2 separate regions of the Ovis aries genome follow, and region 2 is linked to region 1. The links are chromatin contacts, called in public Hi-C maps. All regions are on one chromosome and are shown on one strand. The core of a region is the stretch at or near the end of the contact, and the rest is flanking DNA. Distances in the headings are between cores, read along the strand shown.

Region 1 (6,080 bases), core at 1,536-4,035:
GAATGTATCTCATTTACTGCATCCTTCTTCCCCTGTTTGCACTGGTGTTAATTTGAAACATCAGGACAAAAGAAGAGGTGTTGACATAAACAGTATTACTCCCAACATTTAGGATTAGTTTTTCCACATCTTCATTGAGGTATAATTTACATGACATAAAACTCTCCCATGTTAAGTGTACAATTCATAGATTTGTAGAAAACTGATAGAGTTATGGGACTTCCATCACAGTTTAGTTTTAGGGCTTTTCCATCACCCCAGAAAGATCCCTTGTGCCCCTTTGTGTTCATTCTGCATTCTCACTGCCAGTCCCAGGCAAGAGCTAATCTTTATGTCTTTTTTCTCTTCTCTGTCTCACTGTCTGTCTCCATTTGCTAAAAGACGCATCTGTGGACATTTTATTTGGAATGTTATTTTTGAAATTTATTTAATTAATGATACTTTTGGTTGCGCCAGGTCTTTGTTACGGCATGCAGGCTTCAGTAGTTGTAGCACACAGGCTTAATTGCTCCACGGCTTTTGGGATCTTCCTGGACCGGGGATCAAACCCATGTCCCCTGCATTGGCAGGTGGATTCCTATCCACTGCACCACCAGGGATGTCCCGGAATATTAATTTTTTCATAAAATTTTAAAAGAATTAAACATTTTTACAAAAATTAACACAGTTTGATAGCTTCTTTTTGAAAATCAGCATCATGTTTTTCATACTACCTGCATAGTACACCTGCTGTGGCCCAGACTGGGGATGCTCAGGGTCAGAACTCCCAGACTTAGACAGTGAAAAAGTTGACAGAGGAAAAGATGAGCTCATGTGTTTAAGGCAGCATATCTGAAATCATACATGGTATGCCTGTTTCTTAGCTTTGTCCTGTTTAGTTCCCTGTAAATGTGTCTACTAAAATAATATTGTAGAAATCATTGAAAAGCTGAGGTCTGGTAAACACCTGCATGATGTGGGAAAATAATACAAGGCTTAAATCTGGAGAACTCGCCTGTCTGGGGAGTTGTATGCAGGTCAGCAGTTCTTTAGCCTGACACTCTGGGGCCAAATGTCTTTTAGAATCCATCCAGCTTTCAGAAAGGGAATGCAGTTTGCATCCTATAGGTTAGGTAATACTCCCGTGGCATACGGGAGACAACCATTTCTACAGCAAAGTAGATGAATATTCTCATTTAGTTGGACAGAAAAAGACTTGTCAGCTCAGGTCAGGGTTTGGAACAAATTCATTTAGTAGCAAAATAACAAAGACACTCTTCACAAAATTTTGCATTTTAAAATTGTGGCTAAAGGTTTGTGAACCTGTCCAGGATATTACATTCAAAAATAATTGTCCCATCCTCCTTCAGCCCCGCCCCCAACATCTCCTCTGCCACATACATGCTTCATACAGCTTAGCCATGGGTATACTTGTCTTTCTTTCACATCATTAACTTCCCATCAGACTTGACAAAATGCCAGATTAGCTGTTCAGTTTCAGTGGATGAGGGCCAGGTACGGATGTGTTATGGCCAGCCAGACCCACATTCTCTTATGTCTGTGGTTTTACCTCCCTGCTTTAGGCCTGGATTGTAGCCATGTTCATCTAGCCCAGCCCCTCCTCCACCAGGTCCAGGGTCCCAGATGATGAAGATAGCTTTTAAGGGTCAGAAGAGATGGCCTTGAAGAAAATCCAAATGTAACAATGGTAGACATCACTGCAGCAACCCCAGACTCATGCTTGGTAACCATCACACCTGTCACAAAATCGTGGGCTGTGAGACTGAACACCTAAAGGAGAAGAGAAAAGCCAAGGTAGGGAATCCACTGGAGTCAGTTCTCTTGAAGATATTTAGAATCTAAGAAAGGAAGACAGGAAAAAAACGACATAAGGGTCTTTACTGGGATCACAACTTAGAAGGAGGATACCCATTAAAGCAAGATATTTCAGACTTGTTCCAGAATGCTTAAAATCCTGCATAATCATCTTATGTATTTGCCTAATGGCATTTAGCAAACCTTGCTAGTCTTTTAATCATAAATTTCACATCTCTGTTAATTTCCAGATTCCACTGGTGAAATTGTAACTGAGATGGCAGTGGGTTTTAGCTGGCCTCCTTTAGGATGAGCTGTGGAATGAGCATTGAGTATTTTGATCAACATGTACATTTGCTTTTGTGGCATGTGAGCAAGCATGCCCTTCCAGCGGTGTTACTTAAACAGAATTGTACTCTAGACTGTGGGACCCATTTATAAACAAGGGAACTCCATTTCTGCAAATGAGAAAAAAAAAGAGGGTATAGAGTTGCATTAGCGAAAAACTGCACATTTATAGGGACATCCAAGAATTTTGCTTTTCTAAGGCTCAAAGCATCATCAAGGCAGTACTAAGTTCTTAAAGAGCAACGTGAGCCAAAGTTAGTGGGCACTTGCATACATGCTGTAATTTGCTGCCTCTTTCTTTCTTTTCTTTCTTTTTTTTTTTTTTTTACAGTTCTTAATTGCTTCAAGGGTGACACCAAAATTTCTGTCTAAAGGGGAACCATCCATGTGTACAGGTATTGAGTCATTACCGTTTGGCAGTGGAAGTGCGCACCCCGCCTTTTCTAGCGTTGATTTCTTTCTGGAGCATCTTAGTTGACACCTCCTTCTCCAGCTTCAGCCAACACTTTCCTCACAGGTTTTACAACCTCTTCCCAAGATTCGTTTTCTCTCTTATCTCCCAGCTTTAAATAGCCCCACTCGTTCTGTCTTGGTTAGCCAGGACAAGTTTGTCTTCTCGTGCCAGGCGTCTTCCTTTCTTGAGTTTTCAAACATTGCTTGTTGTTACCACATTTCCTGTTATCAAAGGGCTGACAGCACACAAGGGCCCCACCTTGTTACTGCTACATCTTCTCGTTTAAATATGCCCCCCACCTTCTTTGTGCTGTGAGGATGCTGCCCCCTTCTGTTGGAGTGGACCCTCTGATCCCTCTTATGTGTCTCTCTCCCTCTCTCCAGTGGCTTTTAGAGCAGTGGTTCTCCACGCTGACTGCAAAAAGCTTCGTCTGCAGTGTGGGAGACCTGGTTTGATCCCTGGGTTGGGAAGATCCCCTGGAGAAGTGCATGGCAACCCACTCCAGTATTCTTGCCTGGAGAATCCCCATGGACAGAGGAGCCTGGCGGGCTACAGTCCATGGGGTCACAAAGAGTCAGACACGACTGAGTGACTAACAACCTGGAGAGATTTAGTCCTTGGTGATGTCCAGGGCTCGCCTCTAGTAAATGTGATTACCGATTACCATACTGTGGTCGAGGGGAGTGCCAGGGGGAGGGTGCAGCTTTGCCAGGCTGGTGCTTGGTTCTCAGTGTAGCCATCACTGAGAACCACCTGTGTAGAGGCGGCAACACCTGTTTATTGTTATTGGTAACAAGCCATCGAATCACTGGAAGGACCAGCAGGGAAGTTTGGTTGCCAAGGAGGAAGAGTTGGGGGGAAATGGAGTGAGAAGTTGGGTGAGCAGTTAAAGGCTTTTATATTTAGAATGGATGAACAACAAGGTCCTACTGTATAGCACAGGGAACAATGTTCAATATCCTGCGATAAATCATAATGGAAAAGAGTATTTAAAAAGGATGTGTGTTTGTGTGGGTGTACATATATGTACATACTGGAGAAGGCAATGGCAACCCACTGCAGTATTCTTGCCTGGAGAATCCTATGGGCAGAGGAGCCTGGTGGGCTATAATCCGTGGGATTGCAAAGAGTCGGACGCGAATGAAGCAACTTAGCAGCATACATACATATGTGTGTGTGTAACTAAATCACTTTGATGTATAGTAAAAATTAAGAAATTAACACAACATTGTAAATCAACTATAGTTTGAAAAATACTACTTTTAACAAAAGGACAGGAAGAGACTAAACAATAGCAACATCCCCGGTTTATGCTGGGTTTCAGCTCAGGGTGTGGATGTCTATACGGGGCAGCTGCACACACCCAGCTGATGTGACGACTTCTCCCCCTGAAACCGTGTTCTCATTAGTATATCCTCTTGGCCGCATGGCCTCTGCAGGCCAGAAACCATTTCGGATGAAGCCTGCGCTTATCTCCTCATGAGGCTGGCACCCAGGGGCCTGATTTCCTTTCAGAACTTTTGCTTCCAGCCTTGCAACCAGCTGTTTTCTTTTTTCCTCTGTGTAACTCTGTAAACCGAAACTGGGCGCCCTCCTGCCTCATCTGCTGCTAGTTCACTTGCAACTCACTCCCCACAATCACACACGCAGGAGAACCTATTAAAGTTCCCAAGTGGAGACTTGCACTTTGCCTTTCCTTTACGAGAAAGATGGGCGGCAGGGTCTTTGCTGGAAAACTATTGTATAGAATGTAATTTCTCTGAATTAGTGGGAGAGGGGAAGCTGGTACTAAAATGGAACTGTCATCTATTCAGAGTTTGCTTTTATTCCTAATGCACCTATGCGTCTCGGAAATCTTTCCTTACACATTAATGAGTCCCGGAGTTGGACAGAAATGCATTCGAATAGGCTTCTTTATAAAGGTCTCTTTATACAGCCTCTTCTCGAGACATGCTGTGGTCAGAATGCACGTCCATTTTCTGGGAGCAGCACACAGGATCCTTTGGACTGTGCTCCATTGTCCCGCACTGTCTAAAGGAGCTGAGAACAGTTATAACAGGAGTGGGCCTACCATACTCTCTGGACCCTACTGCTTCCCCTTGTTAAGGGATATTTTGTTCCAAAGACTGTGACAATACTTTTATTTGTGTCGGTAAGTAGAAAATTGTAAGTGAGGTGATTTTGGCATTAATGATGCACAGCTAACTGTTTTAAGGGCGTCTCATGAAATTTTTGGAAAATTCAGTTGTGCAAAGAAAGAAAAGGAATATTTCACTTTATGGGCTACTGTAAAGATATAGGAATGACTTAAATGCCAGCTTTCTTTAATAGGATCAGTTTACAGAAATTATATTTCTGTAACACTTTCCCCTGAGCACAGATATCATGTAATTGAAACTTTGTCCCACAGTTGTTGTCTTGCATGGAAAAATGCACTTTTTCTGCCTCCAGCATACAGAGTGAGAGCCTTGCCAAGGCTGGCACTGCAGGCCAATGATTAGTTAACGTGTTCATCCATTCAGTATGCGTTTATTGAGTTCTTTCTGTGTTCCATGCACTGACTTTCTCATGGGAGGAGATAGTCACATAAACAAGAGACTATCAGCAGGTATTAGGTTCTAGGAAAGTAAAACATGTTAATGTTACTGAGAGTGGCTAGGCAATTAGGGAGGGCACCCTGGAGGAGGTGACATTTAGGCTGACATGTGACCAAAACAGGCAAAGCTGACCAGAATTCAGAGACCAGCCTTGCCAGAGCAGACTCTGGCAGTCAGAGGAGGGCAGAGAGCAGACTGACCAGATTTGTGTTTTAGGAAGATCACTTCAGAGCAGGACAAAAGGTGAACTTGAATCAGAACAGGGATTCTAGTGCCTCAGGCTGGAGTCTGGATCTGGAACCAGGGGACTAGCTGAGAGCACAGTGGGCAGCCTGCTGACTTGATGCTAGACTGCTGATCTTGGGCTCTTCTTCTGCCCTCTGTCCTGATTCACAGGGCCTCATGGCCTGTTGACATCACCAGCCTTCGTCCACTTGCTAAAATGCTTGTTCAGAGTACTGACTTCCAGACCCCAACCTGGTCTAGTGACAGAGAGTGGGGGCCAAGACTTCAGCAAGACTTCATTAAGCCTCTGGTGTCTAATGCGTGGAGTCCATGGACCTGATTTTTGAGAAATACTATGTCTAGGGGCTCTGCTTACTTGACTATCCCACGTAATTCTTACAACAGCTCTGTAAAAGGAATGTATGCTCCCTGGGTTACAGATTGGGAAACAGACTCAGTGTGATTAAGCCTCTGGCCCAGGGTCATACTGCTCATGCATGTTGTGACTGGCAAAGCAGTCTGCCCTTATTTGTAGCCAGTGCTGCCTGTGTGAAGATGGGAAGAACAGCTCTGCAAAATTTCAGAAATCTTTTGCAGGTTAATCATCTCATGAATGAACATGGTCCTTCTTGCAAATCCAGTACATCCCATCTTGGGACAGA
Region 2 (6,080 bases), core at 1,524-4,023, 140 kb before region 1:
CCAGGCAAGAGTACTGGAGCGGATCTTCCCAAACCAGGAATTGAACCGGGGTCTCCTGCATTGCAAGCAGATTCTTTACCAGCTGAGCTATGAGGGAAGCTTCATATGGCACGGTCATAGTCTATTAGTCTTTTTCTCATTAAGTTATAATAATCCTTTCAAGAAATGTCTCATTAATGCCTGGTTAGACGCCTGATGGAGGTGCCTGGCATAGAGTAGGTGTCCATCAGTATTTTTAAATGAATAATAAATGTACAAATGGATAAATTTAGGAACCAAAGCAATCATTCTTTGTGGAACAAAGATGTGAATTTGGCTAACACATATTGTTGTTTAGTTGCTCAGCTGTGTCCAACTCTTTGCAACTCCATGAACTGTAACCCAGCAGGTTCCTCTGTCCATGGGTTTTCGCAGGCAAGAATACTGGCATGGGTTGCCATTTCTTCTCCAGGGGATTTTCCCAACCCAGGGATCGAACCCAGGTCTCCTACATTGGCAGGCACATTCTTTACTGCTGAGCCAGTGGGGAAGCCTAACACATATTGGGCCTAAGTATTTCACTTATAAAATGAAACAATAAAATACACACACACACACACACAAATGTGCAAAGAAACAGTGAACAACTATACATAAAATACATAAGCAGCAAGGAAGTATATTTAATATCTTTAAACTATAATGGAAAATATTCTGAAAAAATGTTTATATATAACTGAATCACTTTGCTGAACACCTGAAACTAACACAGTATCATAGATTGACTATACTTCAGTACACAATTAAAAATAAAAAACACAATTTAATATCAGGGAATGGTTTTAGAAAATAGTGTGCTTTTGTGCTGGCTCAGCCTAATCTTATAAAGCCTTTCTTCACATCTTCAATAAGTTCTAAGAGGTCAAAGTTCATAACGGGAACCAAGAGCCATAAGTCTAAACCCCTTTCCTGGTTATCTTTCTATTAACAAGACATTCCGTTTATTATAAGATTCCAATTCTTGGTCTATCAGGGCTCACTATGAAAAGAAAGGCAATAGGGATTTTACTTCTGGGACTCATAAAAGCAAATAATCCTAGCCAAAGAAAACCTTTATGCCCAAAGATATACTTTGTGTTGTTACAACTCAGCCAAAAAAGTATATAAACAAGCTAAATGCCTGAAATATTATGATGTTAAGTATACTTTGGCACTTTTATTCAGTGAGATTCTGCTTTTTCAAATGATGATGCCTTTAATGTGCAAATAGTTTAATGGGAAAATATTTTTAATATACTAAATTTAAAAATCAGGGTATATGATTGCAAATAAACAAGGATCACAGCTATGTAATGAAAGCATTGTATAGGCAAAATATTGAAAAATATATCAAATATTAATAATATTTGGGTAGTAGAGCTTTTTTGCTTTTTGGTAATTTCAAAATATTCTTTAATAAAAATCTGTTATTATTATTATAAATATTACTTAATTTTTAATCCCAAAGCATATTATGATGGACTAACCCTGACAACTCAGACCATTAAGCCAATTTAGTCCAATATACATTAGAAGATTCTAAGAGTCATTCAGCCTTTTCAAAAAAGTTGCTCTAAGTATTCACTTGCCAAACTGATTTCAATTCAGCAACCTTCTATGGAACACCTATTGTGTGAAGTCTTTGTGTTAACGCATTGGATTGGGAGAGAAAAGATAAAAAGAAAACACGTAAGACCTCACAGCAAGCACTTCACACTCTAGTTATGGGGCTACATACACCCGGTTCCCAGCTCTCCCCAGCACAAACTCTCTAATAGAGATGAGAGTAAAGGGCTGCATGAGATTTAACCCTGCAACAGCACTAAGGAGTATGTACAGGAAGCTACCCTTTGAGTTAGGAGTTAAGGATTGTGAAGTGTAAAGATGTGAGAGAGGATAGTCCAGAAAGAGGAAGAAAGACGTTAAAATGTGAGCAGAGTATTGAGTTGTCTGCTGTGATGGAAACATTCAACATGAGGTGGGAAAAGACTTGGGAATGAGGCTAGAATAATTGCAATAATGCATTTGTTGGCAGTGCACACAAAACACCTAAATAAACCTGATTCTCTTCCAAGCTTCAAATATTATGCATGCATGCTAAGTCGTTTCAATCTTGTCTGACTCTTTGCAACCCTATGGACTATAGCCCACCAAGCTTCTCTATCTGTTGCATTCTCCAGGCAAGAATACTGGAGTGGGTTGCTATGCCCTACTCGGGGGGATCTTCCTAACCCAGGGATCGAACCTATGTCTCTTATGTCTTTTGTATTGGCAGGCAAGTTCTTTACCACCTAGGAAGCCCATAAATACTGTAGACTTGATGTATTCTGAAATACTCATATATCCATAACTTGATTTCCTGTGTTTCAGCCTATTTTTGTTTTCATATTTAGACTTGCATAATTTTAATTATCATAATAAGAAATATAATAACAGCATCAAACCTTTATTCAGGATTTACCCTGTGCCTAGGCACTCTGATTGGCATTTTCCATATATTATCTCACATGTATCTCATGAAAATCACAGGGGTAAGCCCTTATCCCCATTCTACAGATGAATAAACTGAGTCTCAGAAATATTAAATAATTTTCCCAAGGTCACACACATAGTAGATAGAAATGAAAAGGCACAAAGGCCCAAACTAATCACATAATTCATTAAATGAAAATTCTCTGGGCTTGAGCAGGCCAGAGCAGGCCATACCCTACCAATGTAGTTTGTCAGGGTAGTCGCTAGATGGCAGAACCGGCCCACTTTGGCAGAGTTTGGACTGGGCACTGTCGAATCTTGGAAGCCTTTATGGGATCTTTAGCACTCGTTAGAAGTAACTGTTTCTCTTCAAATTAAGTAGATTGGAACAGGAATAATAAGTCTCACTCTGTAGTTAAGCTGTAAAAGGAAGTTTTTTACTTTTTAAGTAAAAAAAGAATCACAATCAAAATCCTTTCCCACATATTTGGAAATGTGTAGTCTACAAAATAAAATTAAAAAGGATGCACGTCTTCTCATTTCTTCCTTCACAGAGGAGGGGGATATTGTGAGTTGACTATTTTAGATGAAGCTGTCTCTGGTTTCAGGTTATCGTGCCTTTGTCTGCCACAGTAAATCTAGAGAATGAAGAATCCTGAGGGACTGAGCCAGGTCCTTAATACCCCGAGGTCTGACTTGGGCACCACGTGTCTCCTTGGAGTGAATTTTATATATTACTCCACCCTGTCAGATAATAGGTACAAGTATTTAACAGGGATGATTAAAGAGAAACAACATCCAGAAAATGAATTTAAGAGGCCGAACCTAATTTTTATCTTCTGTCATCAGTTTTTCAGGTTGAAATCAAAACTCAAGCAGGCTTTACCCAAAGAGCTGAAACAGTCATATCTATGAATGGCACTGACTCTAAGGAAATTCACTCATAGAAGTACCCAGCCTCCTCATGAACAGGTCAAGGGGACCTCCTACAATCCTTGAGATAACACAGACTCCGCCCAAATCATCATAGTCTGAGGCATTCATGACAACTAAAGGTTTACAATAAAAATACTCTAGATATGTGATGGATATATCAGGTCAAGTCACATCAAGTTCACATGGCAGCTCAGCTACAAACCATGGAAATCCTAGACTACCAATTGCCTGTTTTCTAGAAAGAGCGCAGGCCTGCAGCCACTTACTCCCCTCCCAGGCCCCCTGTCCAGCCCCAGTCCTACTTAAAAGAAAAAAATTTTAAAACCTACTCAGGAAACACGTCACGGAAGAACACAAAGAAGAATTTGTAATTGTCAAATGTGAAATGAGAAGAACTATTCAAAGCCATGTTGGCTGAAGCAGAAAGTATGTCTCCCATTGTACTTTTGCTAGAACGTGCCCCAGAGGCATTTCTCATAAATGGGAACAAGAAGTTAACCATTTTCCCCCTTCTTCAAAAGAAAGCAGTACTAATATCTTTGTATCAGATTGCAGCGTATTTCCAAAGACATGTTTTTAGTAGATATTTAATCAGCTTTATTGAGGTATGACTGATAAAATTCAGGAGTTTTAAGGGTATACTTTGATGAGTTCTAGCAAATGTAAAGGGCTGTGTATCCACAACCACCATTGTGAGCATTTCTTGTGCCCCAAAATTATACATTGTCCTGCGCAACCAACCCCTTCCTCCCACCCCTCTCCCAGCTCCTCAGCTCCTACTCTGTCCATCTAGTGTTTCTTTTTCTAAATTATCAGAAGATAAAATCATATAGCATGTAGTCCTTTTTTCCTGGCTTCTTTCACTCAATACAATGTTTTTAATGTTCATCCATGGTATCCTATGTATCAGTGAAGGGTTTCTTATGAAGGCATAGTTGACTTACAATATGGTGTTAGTTTCGGATATACAGCATGGTGATTCAGTATTTTTGCAGACTGAAGACTCTTGAGAGTCCCTTGGACAGCAAGGAGATCAAACCAGTCAATCCTAAAGGAAATTAACCCTGAATATTCATTGGAAGGACTGATGCTGAAACTGAAGCTCCAGTACTTCGGCCATCTGATGCAAAGAGCCGACTCATTAGAAAAGACCCTGATACTGGGAAAGGCTGAGAGCAGGTGGAGAGGAGGATGACAGAGGATGAGATGGATGGATGGCATCACCAACTCAATGGACATGAGTTTGAGCAAACTCCGGGAGATGGTGAAGGGCAAGGAAGCCGGGCAGGGAAGCAAGGCATGCTACAGTCCATGGTGTCACAGAGTCAGACACAACTTAATGACTGAACAACAGTGAACAGCTATTCCATTACAGGTTATTACCAGATAATGGGTACGCTTCCCTGTGCTAAGTAAATCCTTGTTGCTTATCAATTTTGTGTATAATAGTTTATATCTGTTAATGTGTAGTTAGTTGCTCAGTTGTGTCTGACTCTTTGCGGCCCTATGGACTGCACCCCACCAGGCTCCTCTAACCATGGGATTTTCCCAGCAAGAGTACTGGAGTAGGTTGCCATTTCCTCCTCCAGGGGATCTACCCTACCCAGGGCTTGAACCTGCCTCTCCTTGTCTCCTGTATTGCAGGCAGATTCTTTACAACTAAGCCACTGGTCTCCCCCTAATTTATCCCTCCTCACTTCCTTCTCTCCTTTGATAATCAAAAGTTTGCTATGTTTATGAACCTGTTTCTGTTTTATATATACATTCATTTGTATTATTCTTTTGATTAATGGGGTTTTGCTTTTTTTTTTTTCCCGCTGAGTAACATTACATTATATCGGAGAAGGCAATGGCACCCCACTTCAGTACTCTTGCCTGGAAAATCCCATGGACGGAGGGGCCTGGTAGGCTGCAGTCCATGGGATCGCTAAGAGTCAGACATGACTGAGCGACTTCACTTTCACTTTTCACTTGCATGCATTGGAGAAGGAAATGACAACCTACTCCAGTGTTCTTGCCTGGAGAATCCCAGGGATAGGGGAGAAGTGACTTAGCAGCAGCTTAGCATTACGTTATACACACACTTTACAGTTTATCTATTTATCAATGACAAAATTTCTTTATCTTTAGTTTTCACTGTCATAAATATAGCCACTGCTGCTGCTGCTGCTAAGTCACTTCAGTCATGTCCGACTCTGTACGACTCCGTAGACGGCAGCCCAACAGGCTCCCCCGTCCCTGGGATTCTCCAGGCAAAAACACTGGAGTGGGTTGCCATTTCCTTCTCCAATGCATGAAAGTGAAGAGTGAACGTGAAGTCGCTCAGTCATGTCTGACTCTGTGCGACCCCATGGACTGTAGCCTACCAGGCTCCTCCACCCATGGGATTTTCCAGGCAAGACTGCTGGAGTGGGGTGCCATTGCCTTCTCCAAATATAGCCACTAGGAACGTTCAAATACAAGTCTTTGTGGGAACATGCTTTTCATTTATCTTGGGTAAAATTTTAGAAGTGGGATTGCTAGGTTTTCTGGTAAATGTATGTTTAATTTTTTAAGACTCTGCTCCACACTTTGGATAGGAATGTATCTATAGTGTGTAGTTCTTTCTACATGCTGTGTCTAGAATAGTAAGGGAGCAATGGGTCTTTACCATA

The links. Hi-C and Micro-C count contacts between places; a contact is called where the count stands out from the background.
Region 2: a contact with region 1 is called in a Hi-C map of blood, with 2.6 times the contacts expected there. The contact joins two enhancer-like sites. A contact is called at or near these places in 3 of 16 Hi-C or Micro-C datasets (blood and skin fibroblasts).

The regions. Positions count from the first base shown.
Region 1 is chr9:57,393,081-57,399,160 of ARS-UI_Ramb_v3.0, reverse strand. The region is part of intron 1 of PAG1 (phosphoprotein membrane anchor with glycosphingolipid microdomains 1); the gene reads left to right. Among named protein-coding and RNA genes, the nearest start is that of PAG1, 16 kb to the left of the region's middle. Within about 2 kb of position 2,785, at least 7 of the 54 cell types and tissues checked have an H3K27ac peak or open chromatin away from gene starts, as enhancers often do.
Region 2 is chr9:57,532,139-57,538,218 of ARS-UI_Ramb_v3.0, reverse strand. LOC121820344 (a long non-coding RNA gene) reads left to right here. Exons shown (of 3, transcript XR_006060847.2): 3 at 3,348-5,239. Among named protein-coding and RNA genes, the nearest start is that of FABP5, 41 kb to the left of the region's middle. Within about 2 kb of position 2,773, at least 2 of the 54 cell types and tissues checked have an H3K27ac peak or open chromatin away from gene starts, as enhancers often do.